3 separate regions of the Sus scrofa genome follow, and regions 2 and 3 are each linked to region 1. The links are chromatin contacts, called in public HiChIP or PLAC-seq maps. All regions are on one chromosome and are shown on one strand. The core of a region is the stretch at or near the end of the contact, and the rest is flanking DNA. Distances in the headings are between cores, read along the strand shown. Region 1 has its middle 35 kb from the start of FAM98B. Region 2 has its middle 130 kb from the start of SPRED1. Region 3 has its middle 110 kb from the start of RASGRP1.

The links. HiChIP or PLAC-seq counts read pairs in DNA pulled down with a chosen protein or histone mark.
Region 2: a contact with region 1 is called in an H3K27ac HiChIP or PLAC-seq map of skeletal muscle, with 6 times the contacts expected there. The contact joins two enhancer-like sites. A contact is called at or near these places in 2 of 2 datasets of contacts at active chromatin or transcription factors (alveolar macrophages and skeletal muscle).
Region 3: an H3K27ac HiChIP or PLAC-seq map of alveolar macrophages shows a contact between it and region 1. The contact joins two enhancer-like sites. A contact is called at or near these places in 2 of 47 Hi-C or Micro-C datasets (embryonic fibroblasts and epiblast stem cells) and 1 of 2 datasets of contacts at active chromatin or transcription factors (alveolar macrophages).

The regions. Positions count from the first base shown.
Region 1 is chr1:132,852,557-132,856,232 of Sscrofa11.1, reverse strand. No RefSeq gene overlaps it. Among named protein-coding and RNA genes, the nearest start is that of FAM98B, 35 kb to the right of the region's middle. Within about 2 kb of position 1,797, at least 10 of the 83 cell types and tissues checked have an H3K27ac peak or open chromatin away from gene starts, as enhancers often do. A contact at or near this core is called in alveolar macrophages and skeletal muscle, where this site is marked.
Region 2 is chr1:133,148,623-133,152,298 of Sscrofa11.1, reverse strand. No RefSeq gene overlaps it. Among named protein-coding and RNA genes, the nearest start is that of SPRED1, 130 kb to the right of the region's middle. Within about 2 kb of position 1,703, at least 37 of the 83 cell types and tissues checked have an H3K27ac peak or open chromatin away from gene starts, as enhancers often do. A contact at or near this core is called in alveolar macrophages and skeletal muscle, where this site is marked.
Region 3 is chr1:132,594,388-132,598,063 of Sscrofa11.1, reverse strand. No RefSeq gene overlaps it. Among named protein-coding and RNA genes, the nearest start is that of RASGRP1, 110 kb to the left of the region's middle. Within about 2 kb of position 1,768, at least 3 of the 83 cell types and tissues checked have an H3K27ac peak or open chromatin away from gene starts, as enhancers often do. A contact at or near this core is called in alveolar macrophages, where this site is marked.

The DNA of each region.
Region 1 (3,676 bases), core at 548-3,047:
AAACTTTGCTTCAAATGAAATCATATCGGAAGTCCAATACACAAACAGATGAAGCTGATTGGGTTGGACAGGAGGCGGGAGAATTGGGGCCCAGCTGCTCAACTTAAACTTCCCTACCCACAGCAGACCCATCTGCTGGCCGCTCAGCCTTCCAAAGGCTTGGGTGAAGACGCTGCCCCAGGTCCTTCCTGTTCAAAGCTTGGACCCTATAGATTCACTGCCAAAGGCATTCTCAGCTTAGCACTCTGGCTGCCTGGGGACACGAAGGACATATCCTATTTGGGCATTGATGGGCCTTTCAACTGCCACATATTTCAGCTTTTCTCAGAGTCCATGTTACCCCCAGTCTATTGTTAACCTGGGATTCGAACATTCCCTGAAAACTGTATATCCATAGCTTTAATTAGTGTAGGGTTCTTGCAAATTTTTTTTTTCCATCATGAATGCTATTTTTAAAGATCTCAGCAATTTCCAGTTCAGCAGTACAATAGAAATCTTTGCATTTCCACAGGTAAAGTTTGAAGTGCTAAATATTTAGGAACAAAGGAGAAAACAATTTGAGTACAAATTTTATTCCCCTTGCTTTTAAGCTTGACCTTAGTGTGTGTTATATTTTTTAAACAGCTGATTGGCATTTTCCTGCTTAAATTTACATTGTCTTACATCTCCTATTTGAATACCACCATTATGAGATAATTACAAAGCACATAAAACTAACCTGAGAACAAAAATCAATGGCAGTGCACTGATTTCTAATAAAGATTATGCTTTTTTTTTCTGTTGCTAGTATAATTCAGTACTCCATAAGTATGTGAAAAGATCTACTTCTGAAATTTTTGTAATTTTTGTAATTTCACCTATTTTAAATAAACTAAGATTTCTTTCAAATGAAATCCCATGGGGCATCCTTTTTAAAACGTGGTAGTTTGAAATGTTAGTGCTTTTGTTATGTGACTGGAAGTCTCTTGTTTTGTTGTTTTATGCATCCCATCTGAGCTCATATTTATTTTGCATTTTCTAAATAGTTGGGCCCATTGTGTATTGGATGCTCTTGGTTAAGCACTTGTTTCACACGGGAGAGACAGGTCTCATTCTTGGACTGATAGAGACACAGCTGATAGAAACACCTCTCAACTCCAGAACACTGTCTTGGTCATGCTGAGCAGTTTGCAGCATTTAAGGCTTCTCTGCTCTTGATGGACCAGGGCTGGTTAGTGACTCTGCCTCCATCCCTATTCCATTACCCCATTACCCACTTGAGGGTCTTTGCCAAACAACATGCCATTCAGAGCAGTCTGTGCCGCATTTATCTTTGATGATAAAATTATGACAATTAAAAGGATAGATTGAGATGAGACCCTTAACTTCCTTCCCCTCCATGTAAACCTCAATTAGCTCGCCTCGTTTAATATCCCTTTTTTTTTTTTTTTTTTTTTTTTTTTTGTCTTTTTGCCTTTTCTAGGGCCGCTCCCGTGGCATATGGAGATTCCCAGGCTAGGGGCCCAATCGGAGCTGTAGCCACCAGCCTATACCAGAGCCACAGCAACGCCAGATCAGAGCCGCGTCTGCAACCAACACCACAGCTCACCGCAACGCCGGATCGTCAACCCACTGAGCAAGGCCAGGGATTGAACCTGCAACCTCATGGTTCCTAGTGGGATTCCTTAACCGCTGAGCCGTGACCGGAACTCCTAATATCCTTTTATTTTCAGTGATTGTTTCTAATGTAGAACTGCAGCGCTGGGTGCTCTCTTCCTGTTAGTGTGTGTTCACTAACAGGGACAAGACAAAAGGCAGAAATCCATTGATCAAGTTTTCTTTCTTTTTTTTGACCGCCCTGCAGCACATGGAGTTCCCTGGTCAGGGATCAAAGCTGCCCAAGCCGCTGCAGTGACAATGCCGGGTCCAGTGCGTCACAAGAGAAATCCAAGAATTTTAAAGGACAAAATTAAGACAAGAGGCAGCATCTGTGACTGCTGAGTTTCCCTCTGCTCCGTGGAGCTGGGCTCCCTCTAGCGGCTCCGCGGCGATTTGGGCTCCGGGTCCCCTTGGGGCTGCACCGCCTGCCAGCTGGTGGCTCCCGAGTATCCGTGTGTTTGTTTGAAATAGAGAATGGCTGCATCTCTTAGAAATCAGTCGTATTCTTGGCTTTTTGTTCCATGCTGCATGGCTTTACATGAAAAAAGTTCCCTGAGGCATGGGAAAAAGTAGGTAATTGACCCTCTTCATTGTCTCTGGTAGTTAGGTGCCTGCTCTATTCAGATGAATCTTGACCTTGTTCTCCCTGGGAGAATACAAGTGAGATCACATGGACAGAGACATTAAGGTGTGGGTACAGGGCACATGGTCCAACTCCTGAGAAACCCAGCTCTTTCTGAGCGCACGCCTGTCGATCTGTGCTCCAAAGCCCTTTTGCTGCAAGAGAGCTAAGCATTTCTTTTAACCTCCTGAAGCAATGTGGGTATATCTTAGAAGTCTTGAGGCCCTAGAAATTTCTTCTGAGTTGTAGATTATCCTGTGAGTCCTGGACTCCTTTGTTTCTGAACATGAAGTCTTGCACATTATATGTGCTTAATATGTGTTGACTGGAGTTCCCGTTGTGGCTCAGTGGATTAAAGACCTGATGTTGTCTCTGTGAGGATATGGGTTTAATCTCTGGCCTGGCTCAATTTGTTAAGGATCCATTGTTGTCGTGGCTATAGTGTACACTGCAGCTGCAGCTCCATTAGACCCCTAGCTCGGGAACTTCCCCATGCTGAAGGTGTGGCCAGAAAAAGAAAAATATATGTCGATCGATAAAATAATGAATAGGTACTTATGTGTACATAAATACCTCTGGTTTCACAGGAAAAAAATGTATTATTTCAGTTGCACACTCTCCCTTCAGAATTACTGAATACTTGAGAATCATCCCTGATACGATAAACACTGTGTCTAATAACAAAGTATTCCTATTGTTCAGCCCTTCTTGGGGGACAAACTGAAAATCTGTAGGTATAGACCACGCTTGCTCCTAGACTGATAGAGTTCGTTTCAGTCTGGAGTGCAGACCTGTGATCAGTAGGGATGTGGGGACATCAAGTCAATCCATTTGTCATACTATTGAGAGACTGCCAGCCTGATAGCTTGAGCTAACCGTCAAAATGTGCTGCTCTCTGAGGGAGTGAGGTCCAAGGAGGGGCTGTGTGATGTCCAGAGGGAGCCTCTGTCAGGGATAGTGTAAAGAAACGTTTAACACGGGGAGTGGTAGAGAATGCATAAACTCGAAGTTCCCTGCCAACTCTGCTGTTGGAGTCTGTGGTGCTTTAAGTTTTAAAATATTCTGGTTTTGTGAGCTAATCATCAGAGCTTTTGTTTAAAAAAAAAATTTAAAGGGAGGACTAAGGATCAGTGCAACTAAGCAATAGTCTCTGGCCCAGTCTCCACTGAGGAAAACTTTCCCTTCTTGAGCCAGAATATGTCCCGAGTGCTTCTACAAATCCAGCCTCTTCCTACCACCCCTTGGATCCTCTTCCTCTTCTGATCCATCACATGGCTCTCAGATCATTGCCAGGTACTGCTTTTCTTAAGCTTCCCTACCCCTGGGTTGGCACAACTCGTCAAGACAACCCCCCCCACCCCACCCCTGTCCTGCACTGGCCATCTTTTGCACTGTGTTGTCCTGATCTTCTGCTCC
Region 2 (3,676 bases), core at 454-2,953, 300 kb before region 1:
GGCTCCCTTCTCCTCCTCCATACTCACCCCCTCCCCTGCCCGCCTTGTTTTGGAGTGGAACCTGCCTCCAAGCCCCCATCCAGAGAAGGCCAAGTAGGTGGTTGTGCAGTCCACTAACAAGAATGCCCTTCTAGGCATTGTGGAAGTGGGACAAAGGATTTTGCTGGGCATATTCAGAGCTAATGATGTGCTGGGTATATGTTAATCATACATGGGGAGACTCATTTTTTGGCAGCCCTAACCTGCTCAGTAATCCAGCCAAGCCCTCCCATTCCTCCCTCCTTTCTTCCTTTCAGGAAAGCATGTGCAAGTTCTCCGCAAAACGATGAATCTCTTCTCCTCAGGGGAATGTACGAGTCAGAAATGCTTTTAAAAAGGAAAGAAGAGCCAAAGCCTTTGCATAAGTAGGCCAGCTGCAGAGCCTCAAGGGGGGAGTTGGGGGAGAAACCTCCTTGCGGCTGTGGCCCCAAACCTCCCGGCTGCCACTTGTTTCCATTGTCTGCCCACAACCCCAAACAAGCCAGCCCACACCCCGGTGAGTGCACCCACTGTCATTTTCAGGAAAAGAGATGTTCCGAGTCCATCTTGGCATTTCTGTGAAATCACAGAAATAATTCATTGAATCACAGAACTGAAAGAGATGATCTAATCACTTTCATTTTTAAAATGATGAAAATGCAGTCGGGAGAGTCTATCTGACCTGCCCAAGCTCACATAGCTCTAGATACCTGGAACTAGATCTGGAATCTGCATCTTTTTATTCTGTCTTTGCCCTTTTTCTCGTGGGCTTGTAACAGCAAACCTGATGGTAGATATGCTTTCACCCCAGTTCTCTTGCTGTGGTTTTCTCTAATGTTCTCTTGTCATTTGAATAATGTGTAACCAGCATACAGTTGAGCTGAATCTGATTATGAAGACATATCTGTAGTACCTGTTAAAAGTAGAGATTCCTAAGACTTTCATTGGGAGGTTCTGGGATGGGTCTCAGGAATCATTTAACAAGTTTCCCAAGTGAATCTTATGATCAAGTCAGTTCAGGAAAAAACATGGTAGAGCAAAAGTTGAAAGAAAAAAAAATGTCTGTTTGACGGGCAGGGTGTTCCAACAAGAATAGAACGGGAGGGTGGAGAGGACCAGGAATTTTGCCTCCTAGCTGCTTTTTTAGTGGGTTAACCACTAGACCACACTTCCTCTCCAGGAGAGGCAAGGAATTAAAATCAAAGGTTTACCACTGATTCATGCTGCCTGCTAATGCTGCTTATTGCGCCATGCTGTGACCCTGCACTCTAGGGCTTGGAAACAGATGTGGGGAGTGAGCAGCCTGAGGTACTGAGGGGTGGGGGAGGCCTGGTGAAGGCAGACAGCCAGGAAAAGAACTTCCTCTGCTGCTAAATTTCAGGCAGGAGTGGAAGTCGGTCTAAATTGTTACCATGCAGATTTGGAATCATTTTTGCAATCGCCTGGCTCCAATTCCAGGTTTGTGCATTCTGCAACAAGAGCTGAAAACTTAGTAATGCTCCTGACCTGACTTTTGCCTCTGCCCTCATCTGAATGCCTATTATGAAGTTACACATTTAACTCGATGGTCATTTCAGTAGGCAAAAGAGTTTTGTTACCCTCCTTGGCCCCCTCCCTCTCCATACACACTTTTTAAAAGGAAGTACAGAAGAGGTAAGCAATTTGACTAAGTTTAAACTAATTTCAATATTGTGGTTGTTTGATTAAAAATGCAACCAAGCCATTTCAACCACTTCCGGACTCCCTTCAGTATATTCTTATCAGGCAAACAAACAAAAAACAAAACAAACAAAACAAAGAGAAAGATTTATTTTCTCCCATGAAATGAATTTTTAGGTGTGTCCTCAGACATGTAGTATGTAGTTTACCATGTCAATGTTTATCAAAAACACACAGCTGTTAGGTGTTAACTATGTATTCTAGAAATAGTTTTTGTAACTTCTTTACTAAGCCGGAAGCTCTGTGAGGGTGGGGCGGAAATTGCAGCTTTGGTTTTCACTAGACATTGCAATGTGGAAGTGCTTAAGTGCCATGGGGTAGAGGAACTGGATTTCAGGTCCAGAGGGGTTAGGATTCCAAAATTTATCAATAAAATACAGGACAGCCAAAAAAAATTAAATTTGAATTTCATATTTCTTTAGTGTTAGTATAGGTATGTCCCATGCAATGCAATATATGAGACACACTTATACTAAACAATCATTCATTATTTCTGATATGCAAATATAACTGAGCATCCTGTTGACCAGTTTGGCAACTCTAGCACGGGGCTTCCTCATTAGCACTAGAGCCTCCAGGATTACCTCAAAAATGATTAAAATGCAAACCCTTCCCTCTAGAAGGTTTCTAGTATAGTGCCTGAGGAGAAAGAAAGTCTGACTCCACAAGAGTCATGCTACATTGCGATAAACTGTATCACAAAAATGAAAAGAGATCTAGAATCACAGGGCAAGGAGCCACAAAACAAAACCGCCATACCCATGAAGGTTTCTCAGAGCTGGTACGCTTGAGCTTGGTTTTAAAGGATAAGCAGCTAATCAGATGGAGGCATGGAGGTTTGAAAGAGTGCAAGTTCAGTGTGGCTGAAGCATCTCCTCTGTGTGTATAGGACTAGGGGTCAGAGTTGACAGGCATCCAGAGGTGAAGTTTGGAAGGTTGCCTAGGGTAGCCTTGTGAAGTGCCTTTATGTCATGTTGAAGAATTTGAAACTTATATTGATGGGTAGAGAAGCCAGCAAGTGTTTTTCAGCTGAGTGGCATAATCATCTCTGTTTTTGAAAGATAATTCTGGTGACAGATTGGAGTGGGCAGAACTTGTAGGCAGGGAGACCAATTAGGAGTTTATTGAAATAGCCCAGGCAAGAAAAGATGAGCTTATTTCAACTAAGGCAGTGGTGGTGGAAATAGTGCAGAAAGCAAAAATTACAGAGACATTTAGGTGGTAGAATCAATACAGCTTGGTGATTGATTGCATAATGGCAGTAAGATAGAGGAAGAAGTTAATGTACTATAAGTCTCCAGATAAATAATGGGCCTTATTTTTACTCTAATTGTCAATCTGTAGAATGGAGCAATAATACTTTATTTACTTTGCCAGGCTACTGTGAAGACCAATTAAGATTATTTATGTGAAAGCAGCTTGTCAAATATGAAGTGGTATAAAAATTTATTGCTGCTAAAGAATGTGCATCTATCCCAGTAGACTCTAAACTCTTTCAGGGCAGAGGATACATTTTATTTATCTTTGGTCTCCCCTAGCGTGCAGCCTTGAATGTATAGATAACTAATGCATGTTTGGAGCATTGAATCAAATTTGAAATTCTGCCATACCAAACCAAAATAACAAACACTTTGTTTACCATCCTGTTGGTGTGTGTCTGGAAGTACATAACGGATCTAGTGAAAATGCCAACAAAATCAGGGCCACAGTTTCCAGGAGAAATACCCACTTAAGTAATGCCGAGGCTGAAGGAAATCCTTTTCTCTTGATTCAAAGATACACCAAACACTGAGGGCCATCTTAATTACCCAGATACATTTCCTTCCTTACATTCCTCCCATTATAAAATAGTTAAAATCCTAAACAAATTATCTGCTTAATCTGCTTGGTAGTGTCTCTATGAACCACCATACTTGGCTTAGTTTGGGTGAGGAACATT
Region 3 (3,676 bases), core at 519-3,018, 260 kb after region 1:
AACCATGATTTGGTATTATTTATTTATTTTTTGGTCCAGGCATGCAGTGGCTTGATGTGGGATCTCAGTTCTCAGACCAGGGATTGAACTCGAGCTGCAGTGCTGAAAGAGTCAAGTCCTAACCATTAAACCACCAGAGAACTCTCATCCACACTTCAATTAAAAAAAAAAAATCTTGGTTCACAAGATAGTGCCATCTTTTAGCATGGTAGACAAGTTCCTTTACCACCCAGCTGCAAGGTCAGGTCCCTCCAGTCTCTGTCAAGTGCCCTATTCAGCTGTCCCTTGGTATCCATGGGGGATTGGTTCCTGGACCCCCATGAATGCCAAAGTCTGTGGATGCTCAAGTCCCTTATATAAAATAGTATTTTATATAGGTGTAGTATTTACATATAACCTAAGCACTTCCTCATGTATACTTTAAATCCTCTCTAGATTACTTATAAAACCTAACACAACGTAAATGTTATGTAAATAATTATAAGTACTACATAAATAGTTGCAAGTACAGTGCAAAATCAAGTTTTTTTCTTTCCTTTCTTTCATTTTTTATTTAATTTTTTAGGGCTGTACCTGAAGCATATGGAAGTTCCCAGGCTAAGGGTCAAATCGGGGCTGCAGCTGCCAGCCTACATCACAGCCACGGCAACTTGGGATCTGAGCTGCATCTGTCACCTAAGCTGCAGCTCACAGCAACACTGGACCCTTAACCCACTAAGAGGGGCCAGGAACCCACATCCTCATAGAAACTATGTTGGCTTCCTAACCTGCTAAGCCACAATGAGAAGTCCTCAAGTTTTCTTTTTGGAAGCTTCTGGAATTTTTTTTCCCCAAGTGTTTTTGATCCTTGTTGGTTGAATCTGTGAATACAGAACCCGTGGAAAGAGAGGGCCAACTGTACTCCTACATCTATCTGGAGATCTTAATTAAGCACACTTCTTTGTACTTCTGTCGAGATGTTTCCTTTGCCTGTGATCCCCTAACTTACCTTGTTTGCTCTGGAGCTTGACATTAATTGATGCCCATATACACCTCCCTCCACAGACACCCAAGTCCTTCCTTTACGAGCTGAATGAACTCACCCCAGTTACTCAGCTTATCTGAGCTTTGATTCCTCATCTTCGAATTGGAACTAATAATAATTCCCAAAGGTGTGGATGGTAGTGGAGGAAGTGAGATGGAACACAGTTCTCCCCAAGACATGACTTTACTTAAGACTAGGATGAGAGGACATTAGAGGAGGCAGTGGGAAAGCTGCGTCTGTTCAAATGCATTTGAAACATCTGTGGCCAGAACAAGAGACAACGGAAGAGAGGGCCCAAAGATAAGGCCTTTTTAAAAATGTGTTCCCTCTCCTGCACGCTGGACTCTGCCTGCCCCTGCTTCTGATGTAATTTCCAGTCCAGCTGATGAGAGGGTTAAGGAAAGTTTTTGCAGCATCTGGCACAGGGATGGACACATAGAGCTCAATAAATACTAGTTATGACTGTTATTTTTTATTTGTTTCATCAATGCTCCTGTGGTGTTCTGTGCATAACATATTACATTATTTATTTGAGGGAGTTGCTTACCTGATTGGCACTCTGTGTCCTCATCTGTGAGATGAGAATGAGAACAGTCTTACCTGTTATGGTGTTGAGAAGACAACCTGAGACAATACGTTAAGCACCCAAAGGAGAGGCTGTGAAAATCAAGGAACATGCATGATTAGCTGGGCCTAGTAAATCAGGTACCTTTGGGAACAAATGTGTTAAAGCTCCCTCTAGTGATCCTCTGTAGAAGTGCAGCCAGTGCCCCCAGCTTGTGATTCATGGGCACCCACCCTGGCGCTGATTGAAGGCACAAATAGCAGCAAGAGGCCTTTGAGCTCTGAGTCTTCCAGCCTTTGCTTACTTCCTGGGATTGACTGGGAGACTGAAGGAGAGACAGAAGGATTTCAACTGTAAAAGTCATGAAAAACATCACATATCATGTGCCCTGAGACAGACTGTGCTAGCCTTCCCTCTTGTAGTGAAATTGCTTGTGGATAGGAGACTCTGGAAAAGATTCCTTTTCCAAAGTGCAAACCAAATAAAAGTAAATGTGTGTATCATTATATTCAATTGAACTTCTTCAATGCCCTCTAGTTAGTCTGGGTAACAGGTATTGATCAGAAAGAAGAGTTACTAGGGATTGTATTGAGGTCTATGCAGCTCAAAAACGTGCAAGGGGATTAAGGGTACAGGCTGAGGTCTGAGGGGGAAAATGCACACCTCAACCAAAACCCTTTTGGTTTCTTAGCCCCCCCTGTGTAACTCACCACTTTTCCACAAGTCTGCCTTTTGATGTCCCTTTTTTTGAACTATTTCCCTACAAAAGCAGCCCTGGGAGGATGACTAACCCTGGGAGAAAGAATGCCATGGGGCCAGGTGGAGAACATCAGGCTATCAGCCTGTGGAGCTGGAGAGAGGATAATTCAGGATTGTCTTCCTTCTCAGAGGACACTGTGTCTCTAGGAGCCATGGAAAAGGTGAGGCTGGACCAGGGCTTACTGGTAACTGTCTCTACCAGTCCCTCTCTTGGCCACCTTTCTGCAGTCACAGCCCAGGCAAGGGTGCCTCGAGGGAGAAGGGATCTGAAAGAATTTTATTCTCAGACCTTGGGCATGATACTCCAAATAAGAAGGTAAACTCTGATTTCTTCCTCAAAGGTACTCAGTAGGATTCGACCTGGTCTTCCAGGGTACATGCAAAGAACCAGAGCAACCTTCGCTCAAAGCTTGGGACCTTCTAAAAGCAGGATGCATCACGGGAGAACCATTCTGTGTTGGTCTTAGTCTGAGGTGGGAAAGTATTGGGGCGAGGGGACGTGGTGATAGGGACCCAAGAAGGAAGTGTGTGCTACTGCCAGAGCAACTGAAGAAAATGCTAGCAGTTCTTATTCTAGAAGCAGCTTACTCTTCAGGGAAGCAAGGACATGCTTTGACAGGGTTTCAAAGGGAAGAACATGAGTGGGATTCCCATGAGGATGTGGGTCAGGGAAATAGGGCAGAAAATGTCATGTGGTGGCCTGATGGTCTGGTTTAGACATATGCTTTGCACTTTGGAGCTTCACAAACCCAATGTTAGGGAAAGTCACTGAAAGGGGAGAGGGATCTAAGCCTGTCCATCAGGCAGCGTCTTTAACATGCAGCAAAGTGTAAAAAGCATGCAGTAGTCTAGCCTAATCCATGGAGAGACATTCCAAGACTCCCCAAGGATGCTATAAACCACATATAGTACAAAACCCTATCTACACTATGTTTTTTTCCTACACTCACATACCTACGACAAACTTTAATTTATAAATTAGGCACAATGAGAGATTAACAACCTAATAAAATATAACAATTATATCAATATACACAAAGTTATATGAATGTAGTCTCTTTCTCCCTCAAAATACTTTGTAATGCTTTTTCCATTTTAAGTAAGCACTTATCACATATTGGGGCTGAAACTTTTGCAGTCTGTGGTGTGAGAGCAAGACTAGAATGAGTGACTTTTCCCTTCTTCACAACTTTACAGATAGAAAATACGTTCTTCCTGTAGATGAACCTCAGCGTGTGATTTTTTTTTCTTTCCTTGTTAAGTCAAGGACTTTCCCCTTTCCCTTAAAGGAAGCACTTTATGGCTTCTCTCTCTGTCTCTCTGCCCAC